Regions from separate parts of the Mus musculus genome. Here regions 2 and 3 are each linked to region 1. A link is a contact called in public promoter capture Hi-C data. All regions are on one chromosome and are shown on one strand. The core of a region is the stretch at or near the end of the contact, and the rest is flanking DNA. Distances in the headings are between cores, read along the strand shown. Region 1 holds the start of Mrpl9 (mitochondrial ribosomal protein L9). Region 2 holds the start of Polr3c (polymerase (RNA) III (DNA directed) polypeptide C). Region 3 holds the start of Acp6 (acid phosphatase 6, lysophosphatidic).

Region 1 (3,674 bases), core at 428-2,927:
CCATCAGGGACTCAGGAGGGCGATGACCTCCATGAGGAATCAATAAAAACTTCCTACTCACCGCCTCTCCTGCCTTTGTCTGGATCTTCTCCAGTTTTCCTTCGCGTCTCAGCTGAAAGAGATGAAACTGAGTAGAAGCAATGCGCCACACTGAGTAATTACAGCCCAGCTGTGCTGGGAACTGGTGGGCTTCTGGGTTCTAGCTGTTACTTCATCTTTGAATTAAACAACAAAAGGAAGGACTTCCTAGCAGGTACCTTAAAGTTTTATTTTTCCAAACCCCTTGGTCCTTTGAGCTCACCGATTTCTCCTCTTCAAACAGCTTCCTATTTTCAGGAGAAGCATACACTGCCAGTCCCTGAGAAAGGAGCTTGTTACGACCCACAGATTTCTTCACTGAGACCAGATCACCCCGGACTCCAATTTCTGTCAATGAGAACGGGAATGGCAGATGAAATCTCTGCAGGCTATGGAAAAGATGATCATGGGATCAGCCACAGGTAAAGGCTGTGCCTTAGTGTACTCAGGCCTTGGGGTACATCTCCAGCATCACCAAAAGGGAGGGGCATAGAAAAGAGACAGCCCTTACTTTCTCACAGTTTTTATTCTTCCTTACAAACACCACCACCACCACCACCGTCAATTTACTAGGGCAGGTTATAAGGTCCAGTCGTTAAAGTGCCAGCTGCATAGAGGATCTGAGTTTGGATATTGTCCATAACCTTAGCACTGAGGGGAGGTAATACCTACATCCCTGGGGGCTCAACTCATGCCCTGTATCAAATAAGGTGGACCTTTGGCGCCCCCCTTCTTTCTCTTTCTCTCTCTCTCTCTCTCTCTCTCTCTCTCTCTCTCTCTCACACACACACACACACACACACACACACACACACACACACACCATGCATTTATTAGGAACTACACTTGTCACACGTCTAGCTTAAAAACTGGTGCAGACTGAGCTGTTCAATCAAAGAATGTCACTGTTTGTGCTGCGAACTGTTAGGCTTCTCTTTACACAGTTAACAATATTGCACACACGTTTTAATTTTCCGTGACTTTTTTTTTCTCACCAGAACCACAAAGTAGTAAAAACAAAGCAACAAAAGAGAGGCAGGAAGCGGTTAACGTCAAACAAGAGCAGGGGACAGAGGACAGGGACAGGGGAAGGGGTCAGTACCTGGGCCCAAGCCTTACCGTCCACAGACTGCGTGAGGATGAGCTCCAAGTTGTCTTTGGGCCGGTGTTTCGTGTCCTCCACCAACTTATACACGCGGTGACGCCGGTGCAGGTGCGGCTTTCGGCCCTCCCCGGCGAGCGGCACCTTCCACCAGCGCTCCACGATGACCGTGCTCTGGTGGTCAGGGAGGCTGGGGTGAGCGAGTGTCCGCAGAGAACAACCCGCCACCCCGCCGGCGTCCCCAGGAAAGTCTGCCCCCCAGCCCCGCAGTCTGAGTCTGGCACGAACGACACTCCTGTCCCCCACCGTGTAGGACCCAAGCCCCAGCCGGCCCTCACCTGATAATGAGAGAGACTGAAGTCACGCCCCGGGGTACTCCCTTCAATTCGCGGCCGGAATAGCTCCCGGATGCCTCCTTGACGCAGCCAAGCAGCACCTGCCCACCACAGAGTCCTAACCCCGGGAGCCACAGAGGCCGCCATGACAGCGGAGCGGACAGGCGGAAGAAGGACCCCGCGCATGCGCAGCTGCGCCTCTGGGCTGCCCGCGGCGCGCCTGAGTGGTATAGATATAGGCTGCGCTGAGACCTGGGCATGGGGAGTGGGAGAGTTGCCGCAACCCCGCCTTGCACGCCGACGATAGGACAGCGGAGAGAACTGCTTTTTTTTTTTTTTGTCACCACTTTCCACAGAGCTTTGCGTGGACCGACAGTGGAAAACGTACTTTTTTTTTTTTTTTTTTTTTTTTTTGGCTTCACTTTTAAAAAAAGAGGCGGAGGGGGCTTGGCGCACCCTGTAATCTTCCTGCAGGACAAGTTCAAGCTAATCTGGTTTACATCTCAAGCTCTAGGCCAGCCAGGGCTACATAGCGAGACCAATAATAATAATTAACTGGTGAGGAGGAGGATTTTTATCCATAAAAACCAATGATAACAATATAAGTGGTTTGGTTTAGTTCTAGGTACTGGGATCACTTCTAATTTTGACATGCTATAATTTCTGAACACTAAAATATGGATGTCACTCTCAATTTTCCCTTGAATCTTTCTAAAAGTAGTCGAAGGATGGGATCCTCTAAAAACTCTGCAACTTTCCATGATATTGTTACTATTGTATTTAAGCTAATATTTAAAGAGTTGCAGGAGACAAACTGTAGAGAAAAAGAAACTACTGTTAGGCACAAGCAGGTCCTTCTGTGGAGTCTTTGTGCTTAATAGATGGTTATAAAATGAGGGTCTATAAAGGAGTGTGGAAAGATGTGCTACACTCCATTTTATGTGCACTTACATAGACTGACCTACACGCATTTCCTTGGTATTCAGGACAAGTCTTCAACAGTCTTTTAATTGTTTGCACCCAGCACTCAGTATGTGGAATTTCATTCTTTTTAGTATCCAGTGTCTTGATGCTCTCAGTTCACCTTATGGCTAACCGCTATTTATATGCCAGTGATGTCCAAATTCTTATCCTAGGCTCCCACAAACTTCACATTGGAATACCCAACTTCTTATTCATCATCATCTTATATGTCTAACAGACATTTAAAACGTAATGTATGCCCCATTCTTTATAAACTGCCCTACCTGCAGGTGTTCCTGTTACAGCTGATGAGAATTCCATTTTGTTGTTTTGTTTTCCTCCATTCTTTGAAACATCTTATTATTTTAAAATTTTTACACGTTTGTATATTTGAGATTATATAATTTTACCCTTTTTCTCCTTCTAACCCCTCTCCTCCTCTCTCAGATTCATGGACTCTTTCCCCTTGTTATTTATATTTGTGTTTATACATTCTTAAATATATAAATATAATCTGCTCAGTCTGTACATTCTTACTTGTACGTATGTATGTTTTCAGGGCTGATCATTTCGTATTGGGTAACCAACTGGTGTGCTCTTCCCTGGGGAAGATTATTTCTCCTGTTCTCAGCATTCTTTTCTTGCCTGTAGCTCTTTGTCTAGGGTTGAGGCCTTGTGAGCTTTTTCCTTTCTCATTAGTATATTAGTATATTAGTGTCCTCCTTGTTCAGGTCTTGTTTAGGTAGCAATGTTGGTAAGAATTCACAGATGTAGCGCCCCTGACATTTTTAGGAGACACAATCTCATAGCAAACTTCCTGTTCCTCTACTTCATAGAATTGTTCTGCCTCCTCTTCTACAACAATCCCTAAACTTGAGATGCAGGTATATTATAGATGTATCAGTTGGGAGTGCGTTTCACAACTCTCCGTTTTGATGGTTGTAGTTTCTGTAACGATGTCCACTTGTTACAAAGATGTTTCCTTGATGAGTGGCAAGAACTACACTTATCTGTGGGAAGAAGGATAACGTTTTAGAATGTAGTTAGAGATTATGCTGGTTTAGTAGGGTGGTAGTTATAGGTTCTCCTCCAAGATCCATGACCTCACTAGGCAGGAACATCTTAAGTTTCCAGAAACAGGCATGACTTCCCTCTTGTGGAGAGGTCCTGAAGTACAATTAGAGCGTTGTTGGTTA
Region 2 (3,631 bases), core at 102-2,601, 2.3 Mb before region 1:
TATAATTGGGGGCGCTGGCACTGGCTAGCATGCTGCAGAAACCTTTTCTTAAAGCATAGCCCTACCTCTCTATTGGCTGACAGCCTGGCAGAGCCAATTTTATATCAGAGAAAGCAGTCCCAACATTCTGTTCTTTTTTTGTTTTCCTGGGCAGAAAAAAAAAAAAAATGGAGGGGGTGGGCTAGGAAAGTGGAGCTAAAGACACTGGCAACGTGATATCCAAAATAAGTTGAGACAGTACGTCCTACCTTCTTCCCAAAGCCATTTCCTTCGATAGCAACAGGGAGCGCAGTCTGCAAGTCATTGGTACACTGCTATTTTCACTTTCACAAGAACCCAAAAACCACTGAAGAACAAAATCTCCCTCTTCCCTGTTACCTTCCAAACCTCCTCTTTCTGTACTTCAACAAAACCTACTAAGAAGTCCTCAGCAATATGCTATTTCGGCTCACTGAGGATGCAGAAGGGGGGAGGATCTGGTTGAGAAGTGGGAAGAAAAATAAAGAGTAGGTGAGCCGCAAAAACGGAAAGAGTACAGGGGATAGGTCATCGCGAAAAGACAAGGAAGGGGACTGAGAGCAAATTGGACGCAGATTTGCCCGAGAATTCACCGAGGAGACAAAAAAAGATGGGGGTGGTATTAAAGAGCGGAAGCGAAATGAGGGGCTGATTGGAGACGCCGCGGAAATGAGGGATAGGCAGGACCCTGGCCCTGATGCCCAGGGTTTGCGACCAGTGCCCGGAGACAGCGGGCAGCAGGTACCGAGAACACCGGTGTCAAGGGAATCACGGGTGTGCGGGCAGCCTAAGACCCGGTTTCCAGCCCTAGGAGCCAAGGACCTACGCGGCGCCGGAGCGCGGGACACACGGGGCTCTTACCGGTAGTTTGGGATTGACCTCGCCCTTACAAAAGTGGCAGAAGAAACGGTGTGCGGCGACAGCGGAGCCCGCGTCCGCCCCCGCCGCCGAGGCCTCCGCCATGTTTCGCCTCCGCCGAGGATGTCCGAAAGGGCGGCCGGCGGTCCCTCCCCAGGCCGCTACCTCCCGTGCTGCGGTCGCCACCGCCGTCGCCGCCTCCTCTGGGCGGCCCGCCGCTCCGAGGCCCGCAAGGGTCACGTGAGTCCGCCCGGCCCCGAGAGGCCCGCCCGCCAGCGGCCACGCGACCCGAGGCCCGCCTCCCGGCACCAAAGGCAGAGGAGAGCCCGCCCGCCGGCACCTCAGACAGCCCCTGGCCGGTCCTCCAGCCTCCCAACGAGAGGAGAGAAAGAGCGTCCCCGGAAACCACCGACACTGTCGGCTAGAGCGGCCCGTGCTCTGACCCTTCCGCGTCCGCCTGGATGGTGCTCTACTTCTAAGAAGGGGCGATGGGAAGCTCATGAGCTGAGGCTGCTGGCCTCGGGAGGACAACATTTGGAGCTTCTAAATTAGCCCCGACCCTGAGGTTAGTGAAAACGCTGCCGGAATGAGGAGGCCCTGACTCAGGGCCAAGAAACAAAGTCCGGAACAGAAACTTGCATGAAGGGAGAGGAGCCAGGAAATGCATTCAAGGATGGCAACTGGTCTAAGGATGTTTCTCCAAAGACGTGTGTGTGGCTAAGTGAAATAGTCTTCTCTGCGACACTGTGGCAAGAGGGACAAAAATTTAGGTTCGAGAGAGTTGGAGCTTGTGATAGGGAGGTAATTTCAAAATCAACTACACCCATTCCTGCTTGTGTCTCATGATGTAAAAATTTAATATGGTTCTCAATGGAACATAACTTCATCTCCTAATTGAAATACCCTAAGAAGCTCTTTTTTTACTTTATCTATCTAAGTCGTGGTTTATGGCTTGGGAATAAGTTGTACCCCACTGGGTCATGAGCCTTAGGTCTTTGTATCTGTGACAGAAAGTTATTCGCACTTTCCCTCCCCCTTTGCTTTTAAAGGTCTCACTCTGGACCAGATTTGCTTGGTATTTATTATGTAGCCCAGGCTGGCCTTCAGTTTATGACAGTCTTCTAGCTTTAGTGCTGGAAATACAGATGTTAGCCACCATACCGAGATGAATCCAGTCTTTAAAGATTATTGGAACCACAAACCACATATATTCCCATTAAAATAAATGGCATATATAGGGGAGGATGGCTTGCCTTTTTTTTTTTTTTTTTTTTAATTTTAATAGGATCTCATGTAGCCAACCTGGTTTTGAACTCAATATGTAACCATGAGCTCCTGACCCTCATACTTCCACCTCCTAAGTGCTGAAATTGTAGGCTTGCACCACCATACCTGGCTTTAGAAAACAAATTTGATGTCTAGTTTTCTAGTTCTTTGTTTTGGTGGGTGGTGGGTGTATTACCCACCAGAGTCTTGCTGTATAACACAGGCTGGCTTTGAACTCACTTTGTGCCCAGGTTGACCTGGAACTATTGATTCTTTGACTTTGGTCTCCTGTGTGCAAGAATTACAGGCAGTGTACACCATCATATCTGACCATTGCAATTACTAAATGACAACACATTAGGAATATTTTATGGTAGTTATATTGTATGAAGTCATTTTAAATGTTGGCATAGTATACTCTCTTAAGGTTATACTATAATTTATTGATAGATGCTAGATTATTTATGTCAATGCCAGTATTGTGAAGAGAACTCATGGCATGGTTTTTACTACATCCTTGGAACAAAGGATCTCAACTTATAAATATTAAGGCAAATATATGCCTTAATATATAGAGGGTTTGATTTATATTGTCAAGTTGCCCTCTAGAAAAAAAATATGTGAATTTATATTGTTGTTCTTTCCTAGTTCTGAGGCTCTAAGAACGATGACTCAAGCAGAGATTAAACTGTGTTCTTTGTTGCTGCAAGAGCATTTTGGTGAGATTGTAGAAAAAATTGGAGTCCACCTAGTCAGAACTGGAAGCCAGCCACTTAGAGTAATTGCCCACGACACAAAAGCATCCCTGGACCAGGTATGTTTAGATAAGAGAGTCTGTTCCTCTTCAACTTCTTCAATCATTTCCTTCAAGTACCTTTGGACAGGAGAACTCCTTCCCCTAGAAAGTATGAACAGAGACCGTCTGCCCTGTGGTCAGTACCACAGTGGGTGGGGTGGGGTGTGGTATTGTACTTAGGCCCCGTGTACTGCCGCTTGTGGTGTTCCTAGCTCATCTTGGCTGTTCCCATGCCACACTCATTTATTCACAGTAAGTCTACTGGTGGGGTATGGCCTTTAAGGAATACAGTGATAGAACAAAGTAAGCTGGGCTGCCCATCCTGGCCCAGAATGTAGCTCAGTTGGTAGAGTGACTACATTGTAGTGACAGTTTGAGGATTTTGGTTTCTTTAAAAATACAAAAATAGAGCCGGGCGTGGTGGCGCACGCCTTTAATCCCAGCACTCGGGAGGCAGAGGCAGGTGGATTTCCGAGTTCGAGGCCAGCCTGGTCTACAGAGTGAGTTCCAGGACAGCCAGGGCTGCACAGAGAAACCCTGTCTCAAAAAAACAAACAAACAAAAAATACAAAAATATTATAAGAATATTTTTTCATTTTAATCCCAAGTATGCAGATATGGGGCTGCTTCAGACTGTCTATGATTTGCCTCATGTTCTAGCAGAGGCATGGTTCTGCCAGCTATAGATAGTTC
Region 3 (3,532 bases), core at 158-2,657, 2.7 Mb before region 1:
ATCTTGGGTTGAAACTATAACTCACAGCCCTTCAGGAAAACAGAAATGACCATTAAGAGTATTTGCAACTGAACAAATACAGACTCCATGGGTAAATTCAACCCGGGGTGTTAGGGACTTCTGGTGCCCTTTTCTTGTATACTGTTAGGGGTTATTTTTTAAACAAAAAGCTAATTATTTGTGCTTTAATCATAATTATCCTGACTTATAGCCACAAAATTAGTTAATTAACTTTCCCTCCTTCTTACCACAAATCCTTTCCAGATTTCTAAACCTGACCTTAAAGAACCCCAAGATACAGTCCTTGTCCGCAATAAGACTTCACAAGATCTCAAATGGTCTCTGGCAAGCCCACAAGAAAAATCTGTATTAAGATCTGGTTCCAAAGGTGCCAGCTTGCTCTGTACTGCGGAAGCACTAAAGGTATCTCCTGGTACAATGATCTCTGTTATTAACAACCAGGCACTTACAAGGTCCTTGAACTCAAGTTCAACCACAGAACTACGAAACGTGACCCAACTCCACATCCGCAGAATCAGAATCTGCATTTAAATAAGAACCCCCGCCTGGGACATTCTTATGCATCTTTGAAAAGTTTCACTACACCAAGCAACTGAAAGTTTGGGGGGCAGGGGCTGCCCTAGCCAGGAAGGCTTACACACCACACCGGTGGTTTGGGATGAGCATGGGATGATGACTCCAGGCCACAGCCTGAGGGCCAGTCTACTGTTGTTTCCCTCTGGTCTGGACCCAGCCCGAGCCCCGACGGGGGACGCTAAAGTGTGTCCCCAAGAACCCCTCTGTGGGCCGCCTCTCACCTGCTCCTCCAGCGGGAGAGGCTTGAGCGGACTCCGTGCCCCGTGTCGAAACACCACCTGCACCATTTTCAGCTCCAGTAGGTTGCGGTCCACCGGACGCTGGCCATTAGGAGCCCGCTGCTCGGCCAGGGCCACCCGCCGCTGGTGGAAGCAGTAAGCCAGCGAGGTCAGGACACCCACGGGGACCCACACGCGCATGATGGAGGCTGTGGAAGCTGAGGGCTCCGCAGGCAACGCGGCTCAGCAGCTACTCAGAAGTTCGCGGGAACTGGAGGGCAAGTGCATCCAAGCTCTCAGAACAAGCGACTCTAGCGGGGCGACCCAGCGACAGTCAGGCCGGAGGTGGAGAGAAAGGGGTGGGAGCAGAAAGATTGTCTAGTAGTTTAAGCCTAGCGTCTGCCGGCCGCCCCTACTGCATGCAGGCTCAGTCAGGGCAGTTACTTGGACCTGAAACTTGCACTTCAAACCGTGTGAAGGGGAGGCCGCAAAAGCAGAAGTTCCTCGGACACCCGGGATTCGGGTCCACATTTTATAACCAAGCTCCCCACGCAATCTCCTGACCTCCCACGGACCTGCTCCAATTAAGTCTGCGCACAGGAGCACGGGAAAGTGAGTCCTGAGACTTCGTCCGATCTGGAAACTCAGACCCGTAAAAACTACAACTTCCACAATGCTATGCGCGGCCGAGGTCCCCAGGGAGGGCAGTTCCGTCGGCCCCCCGCCATGCTTAAGGTCCCGCCCCCCCCCCCCACGCCTCCCACGTTCCACTCCCAGTCCCGCCAGTCTTCAATTTAAGGCTGCCAAGAAGCCCCGGGTAATTAAGGGATTTCGTCTGTTTTTTTTTTTTTTTCCCTTGAGGCTTTGCCTGGGGTGAGTAGGGAGGAAATGAGGGTAAGGGGAGGCAGTGTTAGGATTGGTGGGCAAGGGGAGTAGTTTGAATGTGGAAGAATTCCCTGAAGTCCCCAAAGCAAGATTACTAAAGTCAAGACCTGAAACATCTATCAGCTGAGTGCTTCCTATTTGTGAAATTCCCTTTCCCCATTTTGTTTAAGAAAATTGAGCTAGGGATGTAGTTCAGCGGTAGAGCACTCTCGGGGCATGCGCAAAGCATTAGAGCCAGCGGTTTTTTTGTTTTGTTTTTGTTTTTTGTTTTTTCTCGAGTGATTATTAAGTACTTTTTTTAGAAAATTGTGAGAGAAAAAACAGTATTTCCCTGACCGGGAATCGAACCCGGGCCGCGGCGGTGAGAGCGCCGAATCCTAACCACTAGACCACCAGGGAAGTTAGGAGACAGAGGCTTGAGAGGGAAGATAGTAGACCTGGATTGGAGCCACCAAAGAGTGTCAGGAGAGGCCTGGAGGAATGGCGGTAGTGTTGTCAACATCTGAAGGCATTCTCCTAATCTTTTAACTGCGGAACAGTATCGTGGGCTTCAACTTCGAAATGAATTTCAAAGCAAACCAGTAAAAAATAGACTTGAAGTCTGTTTGGAATGGAAAGAAAAGCAACAGGAAAAAAAAAAAAAAAAGAAAAAAAAAAAAGAACATAACACACCTTACATGGCTATGGGCTTCTCACAGAATAGTCTCAGTTTATTAGAAGCCATTTGTAACCGATTTTAGGCAAAAGAGCTATGACAGAGAGATGCTTAGTGAGAGAACAAGACACCTGTGGATGGGTCTGGGCTTCCCATAAGAGATTCACAGCAAAATGTCTTAGCAGTTACCAGATACATTCTTTTAGTGACTCTCAAGATACATCTTGGCCCTGCGTGGTGGTGCAGGCCTTTAATTTCAGCATTCAGGAAGCAGAGGCAGGCATATCTTTGTGAGTTCAAGGCTAACCTGCTCTACAGTTGAGTTCCAGGATATCCAAGGCTACACAGAGAAGCCATGTCTGGGGAAAAAGAGAGAGAGAGAGAGAGAGAGAGAGAAGCACACCCCACCCCACCTCCTTCACATCTGGAAGGGTTGCTACACTTCACCCTGACCCCTTCTGGTTTCTGGTGCAACTAGAGGACAACTTCAGGGAACCTCATCTAGATTAGAGTCTGCTAAGGTAAAACCAGGAGCCCCTGCGGTTTCTAGTGAGAGTCTCAGATTGTGGATTTACAGCCACAAGGGGAGAATGGCCTTCAGTAAAGGAATCCTTGCTTGATGACTAGTGAGAGTGGGGACCCCCTTGTCTTCTTGTGTCCCAATAGTTTTCCTTGCCCTATCCTAGCTCAGACCCACTCCTTCAACTAGGTCTTACCTCTTTAAGAGCCAGTCAAGGTCGTAGGTGAGAGAGAAACTTTGTGATAGAGTCACTGCCTCCCCACAAGAGACCCACTGTGGACACTGCTGCATTTGAGACTGAACCTTCAGTACATGAGTTTTTGGGTAAACACTTAAGATCCAAAATAAAACACAAGACAAACCGAGACCTTCAGGGGCCCTGGGAAATACGACATTGGAACCTGAGTAGTGCCTTGGAACTCCTCCAGCTGGGGAGGGTGGCCCTCAGACAGGTGAGGGAAAGCATAGTACAGTTTCAGTATAAACAGATCCTAGTATTGGAGCAGCTTCAGCCTCTTTGGCTTTCTTAGCACGCTGGAGAGCCTTCAAGGCAATGGAAGGTTGGTATCTGGCTGCCCTACTTCCTGCTGTGGTGGACAAAGCAAGGCTGGTGCACACCCTGCTCCTCTGGCATCGTTGGCAATCACCGGGTGAGCA

The links. Promoter capture Hi-C pulls out the DNA fragments that hold promoters and counts their contacts. Capture Hi-C pulls out chosen DNA fragments and counts their contacts.
Region 2: a contact with region 1 is called in a promoter capture Hi-C map of hippocampal neurons, with 2.8 times the contacts expected there. The contact joins the promoter of Polr3c here to the promoter of Mrpl9 in region 1. A contact is called at or near these places in 2 of 39 promoter capture datasets (erythroid cells and hippocampal neurons) and 1 of 9 other capture datasets (liver).
Region 3: a contact with region 1 is called in a promoter capture Hi-C map of adipose tissue, with 5 times the contacts expected there. The contact joins the promoter of Acp6 here to the promoter of Mrpl9 in region 1. A contact is called at or near these places in 1 of 484 Hi-C or Micro-C datasets (B cells) and 2 of 9 other capture datasets (adipose tissue and pancreatic islet).

The regions. Positions count from the first base shown.
Region 1 is chr3:94,441,339-94,445,012 of GRCm38.p6, reverse strand. It overlaps Mrpl9 (mitochondrial ribosomal protein L9), which reads right to left and starts at 1,677. Exons shown (of 7, transcript NM_030116.2): 1 at 1,519-1,677; 2 at 1,198-1,354; 3 at 302-426; 4 at 62-112. The coding sequence starts at 1,662.
Region 2 is chr3:96,725,159-96,728,789 of GRCm38.p6, reverse strand. It overlaps Polr3c (polymerase (RNA) III (DNA directed) polypeptide C), which reads left to right and starts at 1,351. Exons shown (of 15, transcript NM_028925.1): 1 at 1,351-1,441; 2 at 2,791-2,956. The coding sequence starts at 2,810. Rnf115 (ring finger protein 115) reads right to left here and starts at 1,179. Exons shown (of 9, transcript NM_026406.3): 1 at 880-1,179. The coding sequence starts at 981.
Region 3 is chr3:97,156,652-97,160,183 of GRCm38.p6, reverse strand. It overlaps Acp6 (acid phosphatase 6, lysophosphatidic), which reads right to left and starts at 1,407. Exons shown (of 10, transcript NM_019800.4): 1 at 819-1,407. The coding sequence starts at 1,016. n-TEctc12 (a tRNA gene) reads right to left here and starts at 2,099; the gene lies at 2,028-2,099.